Regions from separate parts of the Sus scrofa genome. Here region 1 is linked to region 2. Evidence: chromatin contacts called from public HiChIP or PLAC-seq data. All regions are on one chromosome and are shown on one strand. Each heading gives the region's core, a stretch centred on a gene start, on an enhancer-like site or on the middle of the called end of the contact. The rest is flanking DNA. Distances are from core to core; before and after follow the strand shown. Region 1 has its middle 140 kb from the start of BCL6. Region 2 overlaps LOC106508010 (a long non-coding RNA gene).

Region 1 (4,548 bases), core at 359-2,858, 85 kb after region 2:
CCTTATCTCTATGCTGGAGCTCCCTGGTAGATATGAGTGCTGAAGGCAGAATCTACATCTATGAAGCTGAGGATCCAGTTATGTCCTACCAAATGAGATCGTATTTTGATAAAGCTTGGCTAATTTCTATAGCAATTGTTACTTCTATTTCTCCTTCTTCCTCTCTTCATATGAAAATTGAAACATGGTTATGACGCAATTATTTGATATAGACATTAGAAAATATGATCCAAAAGCAAAGGGCTACATAAAATTCTTATTTTTTTGCCTAATACTTATTTTATTATCCTGCAAGCATTCTCAGACTTCCTGTGATGAAGATCATTCTCTTAGTTTCTAAGCAAGATCCCCTAAGGAATTAAAAGTTTGGGCAAGTTTCTGCTATGGAATAGCAGAGCTGGAAGGTACCTTAGGAATTATCTACTTCAATCAACAAGTTTTAAATATGGAGATATTGAGGCTTGGAAGGGAAATGTGGCTTGTTCAAGGTCACTAAGTGACTCAGGGGCCAAGCTGGACATAGGTCTCTTGGCAGTTACTGCAATGTCTCTGTCTATACACGAGGCCAAGTCACCAAGCTGACCCTGCTCTTGCCCAACACCCTGTCTGAATTTTCTGTCTGAAATGAGCCTAGACCATTATAAGCATTACAACAGGACTGCCAGAGGTGTGGCTAAGCAGATCATTTGCCCAGCCTTACACGAAATTGAAGAATCCTGTAATGGGGAAAGTATCTGGACAGAAGCAGTGTCACCAAGAGTTCCAAAGGAAGCACGCGGTGACCAACACAATACCAAGCCCAAAGACGACAGCCAGAGCTGATAAGGGACTGTGCCTTTAAAGTATAGACTCATGGAGCTGGGGAGAACCTTGGAAATTATCCAGAAGACAAAGCAGCACTGCAACATGAAGTCTTGTCTTCTAGAAATTACCCTGTTATTTACCTGTCATTAGTAAGTTACTCCCCTTCTCTAGTCCTCAGTTTCCAAGTGTACAAACTAAACAGGATGAGCTAGATGATACCCAAAGTACTTTTCAAATCTGAAAATTTTCTACTCTATAAAGCATCTGATTTCCTAGTTTGACACTTGAGGAAAAAGAGGCCTACAGAGGTTCAGTAACGTGCCTAAGGTCACACAGTGCTTCAGTGGCAGAGTAGTAACTGGAGTCTAGGCCAGCATTCTACCTACTGCCCCACATGGCTACAACCATCTCTTCCAAGCTGCCCTGGAGCCTTGTGGTGAATTGTGAAACTGCTGTCCCCAGACTCTCGCAATTGCCCTCTTCTTTATGCCTGTGGGACTGTTGGCAGCACACAGAGGGCTGTGGGAGAGAAGTCTGAGCGATCTCTGCCCTGGGAGTGGAGCAAGGATCAAATCAGCTCCTTTTTTTTCCTCACTCTAGTAGAAATGAAACCAAAACCAGCTCCTTAACTTAGAAGGCAGAGAGGCTAGAAGAGAGTGGCCCTCAGCCTCAGCTTATGCAGAGCCCTGGGATAGTGGCAGAGAAAGGCCCTTTTCCTGGGGGCAGGAGGATCTTTCACCTGAGTCTCTACAGAATGAAACCAGATGATGGCTGAGATCCAAAGCAAGGTGCTTGACCTAGGAGAAGCAACACTGGGTCAAGATGCAGAAAGACTCTCTGCAGCATGGCTCAGAAATGTGCTTCCTGAGTGACGTTGAGTCATTTCACATCCCATCAAAAATGGGGAAGGAATCATGCAGAAGAAAAAGAATTGTGCTTTAAATCTAATGTTACCTTTGAGCCTTACAATTGATCTTGGAGCCAGATACAGAAAGCATTTTCCTCACCTATTTCCTTTGCAAGACAGTAAAGAAGCTGTTTTTAAAAGCGATTGGGAGTTCCCTAGTGATCTAGCAGTTAAGGATTTGGCTTTGTCACTGCTGTGGCTTGGGTTCAGTCCCTGGCTCAGGAATTTATGTATGCCACAGGCACAGCCAAAAAGGGGAAAAAATTTAAAAGAAAAGTAATTGAAGTGGACCAGCTCTGAATATCAGACATTGTTATTAGCAAATGTGATAGATTTCACATCTTCATACTTTAAAGATGCATGTAACCTAGGTCTTCCTTTCTTTCTCAAGAGGAAGCCACATGGCTTCACAAACCCTCCTGCCAAGGAATCTCCTTTTTTTTTTTTTTTGTCTTTTTAGGGCTGCATCCGCAGCATATGGAAGTTCCCAAGCTAGGGGTCAAATTGGAGCTACAGCTGCTGGCCTGGCCACAGCCACAGCAACGCAGAATCCGAGACACATTTGAGACCTACACCACAGCTCATGGCAATGCTGGATCTTTAACCACTTTTCAAGGCCAGGGATTGAACCGGTGTCCTCAATGTATACTAGTTGGGTTCATTACCACTAAGCCACGACAGGAACTCCGGGAACATTTTTGGTAATCCTGCTTTTGATGTGACTTGCAAAAAAAGCAGAAGCAAAGATTACAGACACGCTGCTTGACGCCTAGTTCCCATTCCCTGTTGTTGAACGAATGTAATTAAAGGAAGAAAGGAAGCGGGTCTCCAGAGAGATATAATGTCTATTCCTAAGCCCTTTTTTTTTTTTTAATAAACTTCAGATAATCAGAAGTTCGAGGTCAGAGGATAACTTAAGGCCATCAGAAGTTGGCCAGATTGGACTCATATTCTCTAGAGAATTCTGGCCTTTTGGCAGCCAGATAGAGTGCTGAACGCCAAGCCAGGCTGTGTTTGGGCGCAGCTCCAGGCTCCAGCCCCTTGGGCCTGGGCTTCAAGATGCACAAGGATCCCGGCAGCAAGCAGGGTCCATTCCTGAACATACGCTTTTAATCAGAGACACTGGGACCTGGATGGGATGCCAGGCATAATTTAATTCCTCTCACTTTGCAGATGTAGAATCGAAGGCCAGAGTGGGGGACGGGACATGGATGATTGCACAAGATCTTTTGGCAATTTAGGACATCACTCGGTAGGATGGAAATGGGTAGCTTTGGGGTAGTAACCTGGCTCCAGATCCCAGCTCTGCCAATTATCTACTAGGAGACCTCAGGTAAGGCACTTAACCTCCCAGAATATCAATGTCATAATTTGTAAAACTTGGGTGGGGGGCATAATTATATGGCCTAAATTACAAGATTTTTATGATAGTTAAATGAGATTTTAAAATATCGAAGTGAAACTAACACAACATTGTAAATCAACTACATTCCTATCATTTTTTTAAAATACAAAAATGGAAAAAAAAAACCAAAGTGATTGGTAAACAGGAAGTCATTATTCATACTTTCATGTTGGGATTACATTATAATAAAACACACGTCCTAATAAAACCAGTGCACTTTTCTGAATGCCATCCTCATGCCAAATGCTTCACCTGGTTTAAACCAGGTCCTATACACAGCAGGATTTCAACACAGTATCTCACTTAGCCCCTTCCATCCACCAGTCGAAACCTGGGCCTGGGCTTCCATTCTCAGGCCACACTTGGCTCCCTCTTCTCTCACTCAGCCCCTATCTAGTGAATGCGTGGCTCTTGGCTGTTGAGGGCAGGACTGGTTTGCCCCAGGAGATATCATAGTACTCTGCACAAGGTCAAATATCTTTTGAAAGTTCATTAGTTAATTAATAAAAGAGCAACCTGATAGATTAATTAATATTTCTTTTTGGAACATAGTCTTACTGAGGGATAATCGGGTGGGAAAGAGTTTTTGATTTCTGTCCAGAACGCATCAACTGTAGCTAAGCCAGAAGGAAAATGGGGATATTCAAGATAATTAAGCCATATAGAAAACCTGAGCTTGCCAAGGGTTCCAAATAAGAAGTTGGGTCTTATAAGTTATGATCTGGCCATTAGCAAAGAGCTCTTTCTGTTTGCTTCCATAAACATCTTCTGTGAGCATCTCAACGAGCTCATTGATGTGCACAGATATAATTTCAGGACCTTCCCTAATAATGCCCCCATCCCGTTTTTGTTCAAAACACTCCTTTGTTACATGACAGGACGTTGCTGGTAATTTTTTTGGTGTCTCTTCATAAAAGGACCCATCTGTTAATGCGGGACTGTGCTTTGTATATAACAACCTCAGTGCAGAAATAACTGCCCCTTCTCCCAGTGTTTGAGACCCTTAATCTTTTGTTGCAGACACTGTTGCAGGCTCTCTTTCTTTGGCAGATTGCATTTTTTGAAGGTGACTGCAACAATTTCTCCATACCACATGCCCTTCAAGAAACTTGCCACACCTCCCATCAAAAGGTGGGGTCTTTTGAATCTGAGTGGGGTTATGACTCAGTGGTAGTCATTTCAATACAGTGTAAGTGACGATGTATGAATTCTTAAGCTACATCGTACAAGGTGATGATGCACTTTCCTTCTTGTTCATGTGGAGTCTTGAGTTGCCAAGGAAGCAGTCCAACTGTCCTTAAGCTACCATGCTGGGCAGTCCCTACACAGAAGGACCACATGGAGGGGTCCTGAGAGATGCCTGGCTTGCTCCCAGCTGCTCCAGTCCCCTTCGGCAACTCTTCTAGCTCCAGCCATTGTTCTCAATCACACA
Region 2 (5,152 bases), core at 563-3,062:
TTATAACTGTCTTTGAAGGTTGAGTCCAAATATTGCCTCATTCATCACCATCACTGCCGTCATCATCATCAGCACCCCCCCCCTTTAAATCTGCATGGTTGACCACCCTCACTACCTCAGAGCACTCAAAACCTCTCGCTTGCCTCACAGCAATTTGAGTACCTGACGTCTTTCATCCTGGACTGGCTTCCTGGAGGAGGGAGTGTGTCTAATTCACCTGCTCATACTGTGCCTTGTAAGTAGCAGGATTTTGCATGATGTTAGAGCAGTGGTCTGGTTGCCATACTGTAATGTATGACTCTGTCACTTGGGATAGAATTTCACTTGTTCTGAGAGACCCAAAGTAGTACCGGCTGAAAGAAGTTAGAAATTTCTTTCTTTTTAAGATAAAAATACCCATGGGGAAACTAGGGCTAGTGAGGTAGATCTAAAATATTTGGAAGCCAGACTCCTCCTATCTTGTTGTTTTGCCATCTCTCTGAAGTTGCCCTTAACTATATGGTGTAAGATGGATTATTTGCCATGTCTGGATTCCAGACCATTGGAAGGAGAAAAGGGGGAAGTAGAGGTATCCCATGCACATTTAAGGCACATTTGGGCAGTTGTGCACATTGCTTCCACTCACATCCCATAGAGAACTTCATCTTCTGGTCCACCTAGTCAGTGTTGTGCTGGAGTCCAGTCCCAGGGCATATGAAAGCCCATTGTGTGCATTTCCTCCCAACTCAATGTTCACTGGGTCATGTTGGCCGCTTGAAATCAGACATGAGAGAATTAACACCACAGAAATTGGCAAAGGCTACAAATCAAGGCTTTTTTTTTCTTCCTTGAAAGCTGATTGCTAAAAATTTGCTTGTAATCTGCTGCACATAGCTGCAAGAGAAGCTGGTCTGTTTTACCACTCCTTGCTCCCCCATGTATGGACTTGTTAGTCAGACAGCAGTTATTTAGCTAGCAATTCTGTACATGGGAGCAAGGAGCTGTGTTTCTACAGAAGCAGCTAAGGATCAATGTTTGCAAACAATTAGAAGTGTCTCTAAACATGACATCATCTAGAAAAGTAAATTAGGAAATTGGAAAACTTTATTCTAAGTTGATTTAGAACTGAGAGAGCAGTTCTATCTACAAGTGTGTGTTTATGGGAGTTTTCTACTGCCATCTTCCAGCTGTGAAAGACCTCACAAGAGAGAAGCTAAGCTTATTTGTGTGAGCTGAAGGTATAGGTCTCTGGGCAGAGGTTACATGAGCCAAATTCTGCTCATTTTGGACTATTTGTATGGTCCAAAAATGCAGCACTGGTTTCCATCACTTCCAGTGTCCAGGCAGAAGCTGTATGATCACTGAACGGGTTTCCATGGGGGAGATTTCATTCTGACTGGAGGTTTCCCTAGCTATGTCCAAGTCTGTTCATGCTTAGACACTCCGCCTCACCCCTCAGACTCCAGGGCTTCCTGTGCTTTCCTTTGTTCCACTTACCACAGCATAATTATTGCTGTACTAATTCAGTTCATATGTCTCCTCAACCAGCCTGTAAGCAAAGCAGCCGTGTTGTTTTACTCACCACTGTGTCTGCTACATGGAGCAAAGTGTATGGCCATCGTGGGCACTCATTACACTCGTATCTAACGGAGGATGAACACTGTGACACATCATGTATGAAAGTGCCTTGCAAACTGCTCATGATAATTACTCTTTACAAACAAGATACTGAAATACAAAACAGAACAGAAAGCAGGTGAAGGAAGTGGCAGTAAATACTACCAGACATCTAGGGGGAACTGAATTTGAATCTCAGCTTCCTGGAACCAAGTACAAAAAGAGAACATGTTGGGTTACTGCGTTTTCTTTTTCTAATGGGATATGAAGTCATCTGAAGAAGCCAGGTTTTTCCCTAGTGATTTATTAAAATGAGGCCATTGTTTCCTCACAGTTAATGTTTAAGCATGATGAAATTTCTCCTAACTTAAAAAAAAAAGACAAAGAAAGAAAAGAAAAGAAACCTCTCGGGGCAGCTGTCCCACCCGCCCCAATTCCTTCATCCATGGTCCATGCTGTCTCCATATCCTCACCTCCCAGTCATGGTTCAGGTCACTGGAGTCTTGTTCAGCTCTGATCATCCTCCCAGAGCTGTGGCCTGAAGGACCACAATAGGTTGTCCTTGCTCCATTTCTGCTTCAATCTCTATTGCAGTAAATGTTCCTTAATTATTTGACACTCTTAACCCTGCTAGATCCTGTCCCTTGGTTCTGTGACACAAAACTGGTTTTCTTCCTGGATTCTCTCTCTGGCTCTTTTAAAGATTGCTCGAGCTCTGCTCCTCCAGTAAATTTTGGCATTCTTTGGGGTTCTGAAATTTTTTCTTTGACTCTTTTCTTTTCTCACTCCACATACTCTCCCTAGGAAATTTGACCTATGCTAATGGCTTTAATTGCTTATTAGATTGTAATGACTCCTCTTTTGGTTTTTAGGATGGATGATCCACTTATCCAGTTACACTCACACATTTAACTTCCTTATGAATATCTCCTAGGTACCTCTAATGCAGTGTGCCCCAAACGGAGCCAATATTTTTCTTCCTCTTGGCCTTTCATTCCTCATGTGTTCCTCACTTCAGTGAAGGGTCTTACCTTTCGTCCAGCTTCTCAAGACAGAAATCTTTTCATCTTTAACTCCTCTCTCTGACTCCTCATCCCCAATGCTCAGCCAGTAAGTCCTATTAACTCTCCTTCCTAAGTATCTCTCAGATCAGTCCACTGATCCCTAGCATCAATATCACGTCTTTAGTGCAGGCCTCTGGAATTCTGTCATGGCTCTTCATAAGCCATGTCCTGGTCTTACCGTGCTTCTAATTGATTTTCCACAGAGCAGCCAAAGTGGTCTTTTAGAAAGAACAATCTCAACTTGTTCTTGCCCTGCTTACAACTTACCAGTGGCTCTCTGTGGCCTTCAGAATAAAGGCCTAACTCCATAATGAGGTTTAAGTGGCACTCCTGGTCTGACTCCTGTGTACCTTCCAGCCTTGTCTCCTTTCGACTTCCAAACCCCACTCCTAAACACCACACTCCCATCTCAGTTGAACCACATCCTCTTTCCACAGTACCTGGCTCTCTCTTGCCTCAGGAGCATGTGATATGCTCCTTTCCTACCCATCCCTCTATACTCCTCCTAAATTACTCCAATCATCCTCTCACTCTCACCTTAGAAATAACCCCATTCATTCATCCATTCACTCCATAAATATCTGCTAAGCAATCTGATATATGCCAGGCAACCTGCAGGCACTTGTAATACAACACTGAGCAAGACATACGTGATCTCTGCCCCCCTGGTCCTGGTCACGTGGCATTCCTTGACTTTCCAAGTCTGTGGTAGGTTTCCCATGGAACCCTGAACTCTGTCCTCACTCTACATGGCACTATCTCTAGCATATTTTAAAGACTTTTAAACCAGGGGACAAACCAGGTCAATAGACTTTTTCTGTAAAGGAACAGCTTACAGATAATAAACCTTTTTGTCTTTGTAGGATGTACAGTTTCTGTCAGAGCTACACAACTCTGCAGCTGGAGAGGGAAATCAACCATAGGCAATGCGTAAATGAATGGTGTGGTTGTCTTCTAATAAGACTTCATTCACAAAAATAGATGGTGAGCCAGCCTTGGCCCATTGGGCATAGTTTGCTGACCCCTGGTCTAAGTAGCTGAACTAGTATGTTTTTCTTTACCTTTGTATCCACAGTGCAAACAAATACTTGACATAGAGATTCCTCCATGACAGTTGGATGAACAAGAGAGTGGAAAATGAACAAATTAGGATATACCTGTTCCCTTTTTTTCCTCTGTGATCATGATATGCTCTATGTTCATTTTACATGGTCAGTGAACCCCCATGAGATGGTTTTCATCTGTTATGCTCACCTAAACATTTGTGCTGAGCAAATAACGTATCAGGAGTTTTGGCTCCTTTGGTGGCGTTGGTCAAGTTATAAATCCTTTGTCACTACTCCTCAACCACCCCCCACCGCACAGTGGTTAGTTTGTTTGTTTTTTCTAGGCATGATTGTTGAATGTTGGATTCTCCAGATGTACTTCATATAATTCATTATAGACCTCAGTCTTTGTATTTTGTGTGTATAGATATAGTCATTCCTTTGTTCCATAAATATTTATTTAAACCTACCTTAAAGCCTTTCTTGAGCAGGGAGACTACTAGAAAAAAACCCTCAATTAAATCAATGCACAAAGCCCTTACTAAGCATAGGGTACTAGGTGAGGATTCAGTGTGTAGTCAGTGGGGATAAATATAACTCAGATAAGGCATTGTCAGTGAGGAGTAATGAAGAAAGGAGATAAGAAGAGGGACAGATAATTTCCACACAGTGTAGAAAGTGCCAAGTCCTTTTGGAAAGGGATTGGAAAAATACTCTGGGACTTTCATCAGAAGTAAAATTTGTCTTTAGCCAGAGAGATCACAGAAGGCTCTGAGAGAGGAGTATTTGGGTATTTGGAAACATAGGTATTTCGGAAACTGATATATCACTAAAGGGCCTTTGAGACAGAGGAAAGTACAGGCACACCCACAAGTTACTAGAAAGCAAGTTTTAATGAAGCTGCGTCCATGGACTGGCTGATAAAAGTGCAGCCAAATCCCTTCGAGAAGGTGCCAAGTCCATTCTGGTCTGGAATGCATTGATAATTGGGACATTATGCTCAGAGACTGCAAATTGACATTCTGTCGTCATCCCTCTTGGAATAGAAACCCTGATCCTTTAAAGTAATTAGCACCAATTTGGAGCATGTGTGCAAAAATAAATCGCAAGTGTCCAAAAACAGATACATTAAGTTCATGGTTAGGAAGCAAACGTTCTTATTAGCTCCACCTACATCAACAAAATCAGAAGCGATTAGCATTTAAAAATAGAAGAGACAAGGAGAGTTCACAGTTCCCACTGGAAAATTATTATTTATATAAATGTCCACAGTGATGACTTCCATGTGCCCTTCCTGATCTTAGTCACATTGTTTCAATGGCTGAAGGATCGGGGTTTTTTCGTGAAGGTTAGGAGAAGAAAGCTGATTCTGAGCATATTGTCCTGGTTGAAATTGAAAAGTGTTATGTCCACCACACAGATAGGTAGGGCTCTCTCTCCTCTTCA

Evidence for each region. HiChIP or PLAC-seq counts read pairs in DNA pulled down with a chosen protein or histone mark.
Region 1: an H3K27ac HiChIP or PLAC-seq map of alveolar macrophages shows a contact between it and region 2. The contact joins two enhancer-like sites. A contact is called at or near these places in 3 of 47 Hi-C or Micro-C datasets (epiblast stem cells, heart right ventricle and liver) and 2 of 2 datasets of contacts at active chromatin or transcription factors (alveolar macrophages and skeletal muscle).

The regions. Positions count from the first base shown.
Region 1 is chr13:125,526,098-125,530,645 of Sscrofa11.1, forward strand. No RefSeq gene overlaps it. Among named protein-coding and RNA genes, the nearest start is that of BCL6, 140 kb to the left of the region's middle. Within about 2 kb of position 1,609, at least 26 of the 83 cell types and tissues checked have an H3K27ac peak or open chromatin away from gene starts, as enhancers often do. A contact at or near this core is called in alveolar macrophages, where this site is marked.
Region 2 is chr13:125,441,044-125,446,195 of Sscrofa11.1, forward strand. LOC106508010 (a long non-coding RNA gene) reads left to right here. Exons shown (of 7, transcript XR_001304509.2): 2 at 1-235. Among named protein-coding and RNA genes, the nearest start is that of BCL6, 54 kb to the left of the region's middle. Within about 2 kb of position 1,813, at least 5 of the 83 cell types and tissues checked have an H3K27ac peak or open chromatin away from gene starts, as enhancers often do. A contact at or near this core is called in alveolar macrophages, where this site is marked.